Regions from separate parts of the Salmo salar genome. Here region 1 is linked to region 2. Evidence: chromatin contacts called from public Hi-C data. All regions are on one chromosome and are shown on one strand. Each heading gives the region's core, a stretch centred on a gene start, on an enhancer-like site or on the middle of the called end of the contact. The rest is flanking DNA. Distances are from core to core; before and after follow the strand shown.

Region 1 (5,270 bases), core at 567-3,066, 55 kb after region 2:
GAGGCACAGATCCGGGGAAGGGTACCAACATATTTCTGCATCATTGAAGGTCCCCAAGAACACAGTGGCCTCCATCATTCTTAAATTGAAGAAGTTTAGAACCACCAAGACTCTTCCTAGAGCTAACCGTCCGGTCAAACTGAGCAATCGGGGGAGAAGGGCTTTGGTTAGGGAGGTGACCAAGAACCTCATGGTCAGACGGAAGCCACTTCTCAGTAAAAGGCACGACAGCCAAAAGGCACCTAAAGGACTTTCAGATCACGAGAAACAAGATTCTCTAGTCTGATGAAACCAAGATCTAACTATTTGGCTTGAATGCCAAGCGTCATGTCTGGAAGAAACCTGGCACCATCCCTACGGTGAAGCATGGTGGTGGCAGCATCATGCTGTTGGGATGTTTTTCAGCGGCAGGAACTAGGAGACTAGTCAGGATTGAGGGAAAGATGAAGGGAGCAAAGTACAGAGAGATCCTTGATGAAAACCTGCTCCAGAGCGCTCAGGACCTCAGACTGGGGGCGAAGGTTCACCTTCCAACAGGACAACGACCCTAAGCACACAGCCAAGTCAAACCAGGAGTGGCTTCGGGACAAGTCTCTGAATGTCCTTGAGTGGCCCAGCCAGAGCCCGGACTTCAACCCAATCGAACATCTATGGAGAGACCAGAAAATAGCTGTGCAGCAACGCTCCCCATCCAACCTGAAAGATCTTGAGAGGATCTGCAGAGAAGAATGGGAGAAACTCCCCAATTACAGGCGTGCCAAGCTTGTAGCATCATACCCAGGAAGACTTGAGGCTGTAATCGCTGCCAAAGGTGCTTCAACAAAGTACTGAGTAAAGGGTCTGAATACTTATGTAAATGTGATTTTGAAGTTTTTAGCAACATAAAAAGAAAACAGTTTTTGCTTTGTCATTATGAAATATTTTGTGTAGATTGATGAGAAAAATGAAACAATTTAATACATTTTAGAATAAGGATGTAACCTAACAAAATGTGGAAAAAGTTAAGGGGTCTGAATACTGTGTAGCACTATGCACTCTATGCACTGTATATGCACTGTATAGTCCATTCGTAACAAGCTAAACATTATGAAACTTCTATTAGATCAAATAAGCCTCACAAAGCAAATTACCAATTCCATTTTTTCTTGACAGAATTTGACACTCATTGACCTCCATATAAAAATTCCTCACTTATTTTCGTGGACCGATGCTGGGTGGCGTAAAACCTTATGCTTCGCCTCTTCCTCTCTGTCCTAGACCATTCAGTGTTTCTATCTCACCTGCTGCAGGAACGGATATGTGAATTTGCACTTTTCTAATGTATATTTTATGACCATATATATGATGGGGGAAATGCAGGCCTTGTTTGCAGCAAGCTGCAGAGCAGGGAAGGTTTTATGTTAATTTCCGCAGCACTTCCTGCTTCTCCTCTGATGCATATTTTATTTTTCTTCTTTAGTGTTTTTCTCTCTTTTTTCTCTCATATTCCCTCCTTTTACATTTGCCTTCCCTCTCCTGTCTCTTCGTCTCGGCTGGTAGGTTATGGAACTGTGTCTTCTGCCCCTCATCTAGCCAAGATGCAGAGCATGAAAGAAGTGTAGGAAACGCCCCCTCACTTTTGCTCTCTCTGGCTAGGTCAGTGTGAGTGCTCTGTATGACTTAGTTGGAGAGAGAGAGAGAGAGAGAGAGAGAGAGAGAGAGAGAGAGAAAGGGAGAACCAGAGAGAACAGCTAATGACTCTCCTTGTTCCACAGGCCTCCCCTCCTGTCTGAAGGCCTAGCAGAGAGAAATGAACATATACTCTCTGACACACACAGGGAGACAGAGAAGAGAAACCTTGGGGAAAAATGTCAGTCGAAAAAATCTCGGGGCCTAGCTCTGGAGAGAACACTTGTATTTCCTCCCTTCTCAGAGAGGGACAGCTGTTTTCCTTTTCTGCTCTCCTACTTAGGCCATTTCCCTCTGTGCGCGGCCTATAGAGGCGTCACCGGGGACAAATTAGCCCAAACATCAGTTCCTGGCACTAGACTGGAGTTCCTGGCCCGAGCTACAGTCGTGTTGATGGGCTTGTGTCAGAAAGAAAGCTGAATATTTAATGGAAGAGGTTAGAGATAGCCAGCTACTTTTCCTTCGTAACCTATACTAGCATATAAGCTAACACTAACTACTTTTACTTCCTAACCTATACTAGCATATAAGCTAACACTAACTACTTTTCCTTCGTAACCTATACTAGCATATAAGCTAACACTAACTACTTTTCCTTCCTAATCTATACTAGCATATAAGCTAACACTAACTACTTTTCCTTCCTAACCTATACTAGCATATAAGCTAACACTAACTACTTTTCCTTCCTAACCTATACTAGCATATAAGCTAACACTAACTACTTTTCCTTCCTAACCTATACTAGCATATCAGCTAACACTAACATTCCTTCACACAATGAAGATTGGATCAGGGACTCGGTCATCTCTCATTCGTTTGAGTGAGCAAGAGGGGCAGATTAACTCTGTGTGCCTAGTACTGGAACAAACAGATTGTTTTGGGATGTGATGCAAACCCCGGAACAAAATACTCAATGGGAAAGAAAGAGACCTAATTGAAAAGAGAGAGAAATAAGGAGAGATAAAGAGAGGGAGAAAGCGATAGATAATGGAAGAGAGACTGAGAGCTGACAAAGTAGCGGAGCTATGACATCTTCCTATAGCTTGTCTGTGTGTCACCTCCACTTCCAACCAAACCCACCGATCACAATCTTGAAGGACACATTATTCAGAGATTGGCTGAGGGCAGAGAGGTGATTGGTTGGAGGGACATACGACTGTTTGACTGGGGCCTGCACTGGCCAATGCCAACTGACATTATTCACTGCTACAAGCACATACATAAATAAACACACACTGTAGCCTACTTATGACAAACACAAATTACACTGTTGTTGTGTGTTCTGCACATAGGTACTGTATAAGTCCTTATATGTACTGTAAACGACTTGGTCTGACAGTCAGGATGAAAGATTTTCACATAGCTTTAGATGTTTTGGGTTTTAGTGCCACTGAAGTAGAATAAAGTAGAATTGTAGGGAGAGAACTTATGTAACTAAAACACAAATCCACGTTTTAGGGGGAATCACATCATAAACTAATCAAATGGAAAAGCTATTTTCCACCTGAACGACTAAGTTAATTGTGTTAGCGGTCGGGAAGGTGTGCTCGACGCCAAGTTTAAACCAGATTCACACTTGGGAAGTGAAAGAGATGATTTCATCTTTCATTTACCCCCTTTTTTTCTTCATGTGGATTGGTGTTTTTTTCAGACTCCGACACTTTAAAAACCCCTTCCTTCCCGGTGATGGTCTTGGCGAATGACGTCTTTGTTACAAATTTTAACCCACCCACAATCCCCTACCAAACCTCCCAACTCTAAACTATAGCACGAGTTTCCATTGGGAAAAAAATTCCCTTACGCACAGAGCGACTGGATGAGAGATTTTATTTGGTTCTGTTTGCAGAGCTCGAGCTTAGCTGTGTCGGTCTGTTATGTCGGTTTCTATGGTGAATAACACAGGCCATGCCAGACTACGAAGAGTACAAGGAATAAAAAAAAACACATGTAGGAAAGAAAAAGTGGAAACTCAATCCAAGAATTTGCAGGGCGTGGAGCGAGAGATGCAGAGAGAGAGAGTTAGAAAGAGACTGAAGTGAGTGACTGAGGAGTAACAGCCTCCCTCAGACAGTGGATGAAAAATGGAGCCTGACAGAAACAAAATGGCTGCCATCTCACTCAGCAGACTCCAGCTCTGAAAAGGAAGAGTCATGTTTTTGCTGGCACAGATCACCTCAAATATTTGGTGTCGAGAAAACAACTCAAGCAAAGCCAAGCTGGAACGCGCCACCATAAGACCTCTCAGTGCATTCGAATACTATAATTATCGTTTTTTTTGTAGTTACATTTTTTCATACGATTTTTTTCCATTCTAAATCTGTGCTGGCCCTAACCTAATGACATTCCATTGTATGCCAAGGAGTGCTTATCAGACATTTTAGTATGAACAGAATTATTGCTTATTCATGCTTTCCCCCCACCCATTAATGAAAGATGAGATGCATTAGTACATGGGGCCACGTGATTGATAGTGTGTGTATGTGTGTGTGAGAGATTAGGTATATTAGTCCTGACAGACTGTGGATTGATGGGGTGCGTTTTATTTAACAGATTGAGATGAGTGAAAGATCAGAGTAGAGTGCACGGCTGCTACCACTCTGCCATTTCCTTGATTGGTGTGTGTGTGTGTGTTTGTTTGCGTCTGTCTGTGAGTCTCTGTGTGTGTTTTACCTAATGTTTAGACTAAATCAGGGATATTATGTTACCTCATTTGTGTACACAAACAGCTGCATTACGTTTTTTACAGGGACAAGAGTCTGAAGGCACAGCCAGGAATGACAACAGTCACACAGGGTTTTCCACTGTGATTTGCATGGGCACAAAACTGATGAAAAGAAGTCTCAGCCAGGCCCATACATCTGCTTCTCACCCGACCTCCAAACCACCTATTCATTTAGCTTTCATCGCCTGCAATAAAGTAGGGCTTTGCCCCGTAACTGTGAGCTACTAGGAGTACCCATAAACTTCACCCTCCCATAGCCTCCGCCCCTTCCCACCCTCCCTCCCTCCTCTAGTTCCTCCCTCATTTCTGAACATGTTTGCAGTAAACCCATCTCCCCTCGGGCAGTCACATAAAACCAATCCCTTTTAATTAAGACAGATTCCAGTGAGGAAAAGATAGCGTCAACTTTTTCTCTCGTTCTTTTTTCCCCTTTCCCTCCGTTCTTTCCTCAACCACAACATCCTGTCTTTTTTTTCTCCCTTTCTATCCTCCCCTCTTCTCAGCTGTTATTTCTTTCTGCACACTTCCTGTCCTTGTTGTGTGGGGTAACACTAGCTAGTGCTTCTTCTGACTCAATGATAGCATTTCATGGTAAGGTCTACACATGGTAAGGTCTACACATGGTAAGGTCTACACAAATACCTGTTGTATTTGATTCCATTTTGGATTTCAGGTTGTTTGTTGGATGGGGGGGGTTCTACTTCTTGAACTTCCTGGTAGAGCAGATGTGAATCCTAAACAGGATTAAAGGAGAAGGCTCCTGGGCTGACCTGAGCGAGGAAGACATGGGGGGCTTGACCTGAAGCTGCTCTCTCCCTAACCCCAGTGTTGATGGGCTAGTTGGTTCCCACATGGCTTGTTTTTTCTTCTTTGTTTA
Region 2 (5,387 bases), core at 202-2,701:
TAAAATATTTAAAGGAATGTGAGTCTTAATCAGTAAATTTGGTTTTTTCTTGCTTTTCTAAAGTTTGCCAACCAATGTCAGCAGGTATGCCAGCTAAAATACACAAGCTAGCTACTCTAACTTGATTAAGAAGGGTTGGGTTAAATGCGGAAGACACATTTCAGTTGAATACATTCAGTTGTACAACTGATTAGGTATCCCCCTTTCCCTTATAGGCTGAAATGGCTTCTTGGTAGCTAGTAATGAGGTTGGCAACCTATCTGAGCTAGCTATAGCCAATTTCATAAAATTGCTAGGTGGCTAGCAGTATTTTTTAACAGGACAAATCCCCCCTATGCGCCATGACGCATCTGATTGGAGATAACAGCAAACAACAACAGAGCTGACCAAATGAACAAAATTGCAATGCCTGGTGCAGACTGGCATACAGTTAGTTTTATGAATCTGTTGAAGCCTTATATAAATTGTGTGTCATGTATTATTATGTAGCATAGGCTACTTCACATGGGGGGAACATGAAGACCTGTAATAAAAAGGTAGAGGTCTATTCTCCATAAATGTATTAGGCTGTATTAGTCATTCAATTACATTCATGGAAGAAATAGCCAAATTAACAAAGTTAATTACAGACCAGTAACAACGTACATTTTAAATGCACAGTGCAAATTCAGTTTGCAATTTGTTCACTTTTTCCAATTATTTTCAGCACAATAGGAATGATTAGCTGGACTTGATCGTAACCTAACACCCACTGACTGCACTGCTCAATTGTTCATAAGTTTGAAGTGTGCGTATTTCATCCCATGCCCTCGATGTTGCACATTATAATTAATTCTCAAAACCCAGGAGAAAAGTGACTCAAACATAATTGTTTCATTTCATAGACTGCGCTACTACTGTTGGGCAGCTCGTGAAGTATAGCCGCGCTTGTGCAATTAATTGGCACAACTATAGGTGTCACTTTATGCCTATGCGTAAAATAGGTGAGCCTATGCGTAAAATAGGTGAGCCTATGCGTAAAATAGTTGAGACTATGCGTAAAATAGGTGAGCCTATGCGTAAAATAGGTTAGCCTATGCGTAAAATGAATGGAATTGGTATGGTGCATGCATCCACATAATAATAATAAATACAAGTCATAATAATGATTATTGTAATTATCACAGATTATTAATTAATTATTATTATTAGTCATATGTTGCTATGTGCCCCTGATATCGATTTTTCCCTAGTTTCCGCCATTATAACAGTTTAAGCCAGCCTGAAAAAAATGGCCCTCAATAAATAAACCGCAGTCAGTCGTACAATTTGCATTTCCCCTCAAAGTCAAAATTTGACTGTCTGTTGCAAACTCCACCCATCCTCTTTCGGTTACAGCGTTCTTATTACACCTCAGTGGGTTACAGCCGTTCTTAGCTGTGAACCAATTGATTCACGCTTAAGCCTTGTGTTTTTTCCGACTTTACAAGGCTGCTTGGAAAAGTGGGGGAGTGACGACTTGTTCCTGGAAGAGCCAGCCTGCGGAGTCAGTCACATTTTTTTGGCTGGGATTCAATGACTGAGCCAGACACACACAAACACTGAGATAGGGGGCTGTGAGGGAGAGAGAGAGGGGCGAGTGAGCGAGCAAGCGCAACCCAGCTCACAGACTAGCCATCTCCAGTACACAGGCATATCAAACAGCAGGGGCAGACGGAGTGTATGCGTCCGGCTATACTGCAGTATTCCACAGTTTAAAGGAGGTTCCACGCGGGGTTTTACTGTTTTATACCGGATACATAGAGGGAGAAGGCTTTGCTTTATCGGTCGATACTTTTTCTGAAACTTCAAAAGCATTATTCATTTTTGGAGGAGTTTCAGAGGGACGCGTTTTAGATATGGACTGTCAGGAGTGTACTGCAGGGGAAGACTCGCCCGTGTCACCATTCGCTTAGTAGGCTCTTCAACGGAATTGGAAACTCACTGCTCGGGACTTTTTTGTGGATATTTGATGAAGCGCTTTCTGCACTTGGCTAATTCTCGGAGACCTTGGATTTACAAGGAACCGGAACCTATCGTGGCTTTCATTTGTTTTAGTTTGCCCCAGTTGAAAGGAACTCTCGCTTTCAAAGTCGTAGTGAAAACATGGAGACTGTAACTCGCCAAAGCTTCCAACCTCACCCAGGACTGCAACAAACTCTCAAGCAGTTTCATCTGAGTTCTATGAGCTCCCTTGGCGGACCGGCGGCGTTTTCTGCTCGATGGCCACATGACCTCCTGTTCAAGAAGGATGGGAAAGAGCCCGAGCCCGTGCTGCATCTTCCCATGCAGCCGCCGACAGTGATGCCGGGACCCCTCTTCATCCCCTCCGACCGCTCCACGGAGAGGTGCGAGACGGTCCTGGAGACCGAGACTGTCTCCTGTTTCGTGGTCGGCGGCGAGAAACGGCTGTGCTTGCCGCAGATCCTCAACACCGTACTGCGGGATTTCTCCCTTCAACAGATCAACTCGGTGTGCGACGACCTCCACATCTACTGCTCCAGGTGCACGGCAGAACAGCTGGAGATCCTCAAAGTCATGGGGATTCTCCCCTTCTCCGCGCCTTCCTGCGGACTCATCACCAAAACGGATGCGGAGCGCCTGTGCAATGCCCTGATTTACGGAGGCACCTACCCGCCGCACTGCAAGAAAGAGTTCACGGGCTCACTGGAGCTGGAGTTCACGGAGAAAAGCCTCAAAATATACCACGAGTGTTTCGGAAAGTGCAAGGGTCTCTTCGTCCCGGAGCTGTACACCAGCCCCAACGCAGCCTGCATCCAGTGCATGGACTGCAGACTCATGTACCCGACCCATAAGTTCGTGGTGCACAGTCACAAATCGTTGGAAAACAGGACTTGCCACTGGGGCTTCGACTCCGCCAACTGGAGGGCATACATCCTCTTGGGCCAGGATTACACGGGGAAAGAGGAGAAGGCGCGCCTGGAGCAGCATTTGGACGAGATTAAAGAGAAATTTGATTTCGCCAACAAGTATAAAAGGAAAGCATCCAGGGTGAGTTGAACTAGTTTGTTACAATGTTGTTACACAGTGTTGCAACTGTTATATTATACGAATGTTGTTACACTGCTGTCACAAAAACATGTACACTGTATTTAACGTTTTTTCTCCTTTATTTTACTTGTGTTTTGTTTTGTCTTCTTGCAAATACACTGTTATCTCTGACTAAGAGTCAAAGATTCGTATCTCGAGAACAGTATAGACTATTGGCGCAATGACTTGTCCCAGCCAGGATTGGGTTACTCTCCACATATTCTTACTAATTGTCCACCAAGAACAGCTAAACGGCTCTGGTGGCAATACAACCAGTATGTGCCTGTGACACACTTCTGCGTGTCAACGGCTCAATTATATTGACCTTACTGTAAATACAATCCCATTTACCAACAAATGGCCCAATAATGGTGTTACAACAACTGTCGAAACCCATGCAATGTATAAGGTCGAGGAAATAATGTAATAATTTCTAAAGTTGCAAAACACTGTTTGTAGGTGTATAGCTAAAAGTCCCCTCTGTCCTGCACGCATCCCCCTCCCCCCAGGCCTGCACGCATCCCCCTCCCCCCCAGGCCTGCACGCATCCCCCCTCCCACCAGGCCTGCACGCATCCCCCTCCCCCCAGTCCTGCACGCATCCCCCTCCCCCAGGCCTGCACGCATCCCCCTCCCCCCCAGGCCTGCACGCATCCCCCTCCCCCCCAGGCCTGCACGCATCCCCCTCCCCCCCCAGGCCTGCACGCATCCCCCTCCCCCCCAGGCCTGCACGCATCCCCCTCCCCCCAGGCCTGCACGCATCCCCCTCCCCCCAGGCCTGCACGCATCCCCCTCCCCCCCAGGCCTGCACGCATCCCCCTCCCCCCAGGCCTGCACGCATCCCCCTCCCCCCAGGCCTGCACGCATCCCCCTCCCCCCCAGGCCTGCACGCATCCCCCTCCCCCCCAGGCCTGCACGCATCCCCCCCCCAGGCCTGCACGCATCCCCCTCCCCCCAGGCCTGCACGCATCCCCCCAGGCCTTGCGGTGTGGGCTGCCGCTCGCTCATTCCGCACTTTGCTGCGTTTTGTGGCTTACTGGCTGTGTTTGAGAAACAGGTACTTCAAGGTGGATGTGTCACGGTGTCATTAACGAGGGGTTCATCCGTGCGTAGTGGCGTGGAGCTCCCATGAGGGTGGTTGGCGCGGCTGGATTTATTAGAGCACGGAGATATGTCAATTGTCTGCCTCGAGAGGCCATAACAGTAGCAGCAGTCTACTTTTTCAACTGAATAACCACTAGGCTACTACTACTAGGCTACTACTAGTAGGCTACTACTACTAGGCTACTACTACTAGGCTACTACTACTAGGCTACTACTAGTAGGCTACTACTACTAGGCTACTACTATTAGGCTACTACTACCCTTTTTATGTTTGTGTTTGTGGCAATGGGTTAGCCTACTATATGCTAGTAGTTTCAGATAAAGAACAGTCCTGTGCAACAGGAAAATATCAAATATTACCCATTTTTTAAATCTCCAAATGCAGTGTTTCTTGAAATTTCAGAGCAGTTATATTCTAATGAGAAGATGAGAGGGAGGGGGGAGACTGAACGATATACATAGCCAGCACTCTCTGCTAGCCATGATTTCTCTGGTGGATTCCCACTGCGCTTCCATGGCAGGCCATCAGACGAGCCCTAAATGATGCGGAGGGGAGTTTATCAAACATGCAAGAGGGGCTCAGTGTCGCCTCTCCTGTATGCCGCCCAAGCTAACATTTTTGAGGGTAATTGAGCTTGTGAACAGTATGGGGGCCTCTGGTGGCCTAACCCTGACTTTTACATTGGGGGCTAGGCTGTAGCCTAGCGCTGCTACTACAGCAGACAGAGAGACCTGATTCTAAATCCTATGGGGGGATTAGGTCTGTGCTTTGGGGTGGGCAGGCAGGCAAGCAGAGGGGGGGATCAGTCCCCCCTCCCTCCCCTCTTCCTCCAACTAAGACTGATAAAAGAGCCCCCTCCACAAATGAAAGGCAAGCATGCCCATTTGCATGAACTGTTACACATGAATAGAGTTGATGAAGCAGGGATAGGAGTATTGTGGTGGAAACATAATATGATCCCAACAAAGGAGAGCATTCACACACACACACATACACACACACACACTTCATTCCCTTCCCCCCAATTACCTACTCCGTTGCCCCTCTCGGCATGAAAGGAGGGTGAAAGAAGACTGGGTGATTATGTTAGGAGACTTTTCGGTGGGCCATACAAACAAAGTGGAAGTGTTTACCAACAGGGCTCTCACAATTCACTAGCACAGCCTTTACCCTTCTGTTTGTCAGTGTGTCAGGAGGGCCAGAGCCTTGTCATG

Evidence for each region. A called contact is a pair of places that touch in the nucleus more often than the background predicts.
Region 1: a contact with region 2 is called in a Hi-C map of gill, with 2.4 times the contacts expected there. The contact joins the enhancer-like site here to the promoter of LOC106572818 in region 2. A contact is called at or near these places in 2 of 3 Hi-C or Micro-C datasets (gill and muscle).

The regions. Positions count from the first base shown.
Region 1 is chrssa15:99,807,650-99,812,919 of Ssal_v3.1, forward strand. The region is part of intron 1 of LOC106572818 (ski oncogene); the gene reads left to right. Among protein-coding and RNA genes, the nearest start is that of LOC106572818, 56 kb to the left of the region's middle. Within about 2 kb of position 1,817, at least 1 of the 13 cell types and tissues checked has an H3K27ac peak or open chromatin away from gene starts, as enhancers often do. A contact at or near this core is called in gill, where this site is marked.
Region 2 is chrssa15:99,752,578-99,757,964 of Ssal_v3.1, forward strand. It overlaps LOC106572818 (ski oncogene), which reads left to right and starts at 1,452. Exons shown (of 6, transcript XM_014147322.2): 1 at 1,452-3,030. The coding sequence starts at 2,125.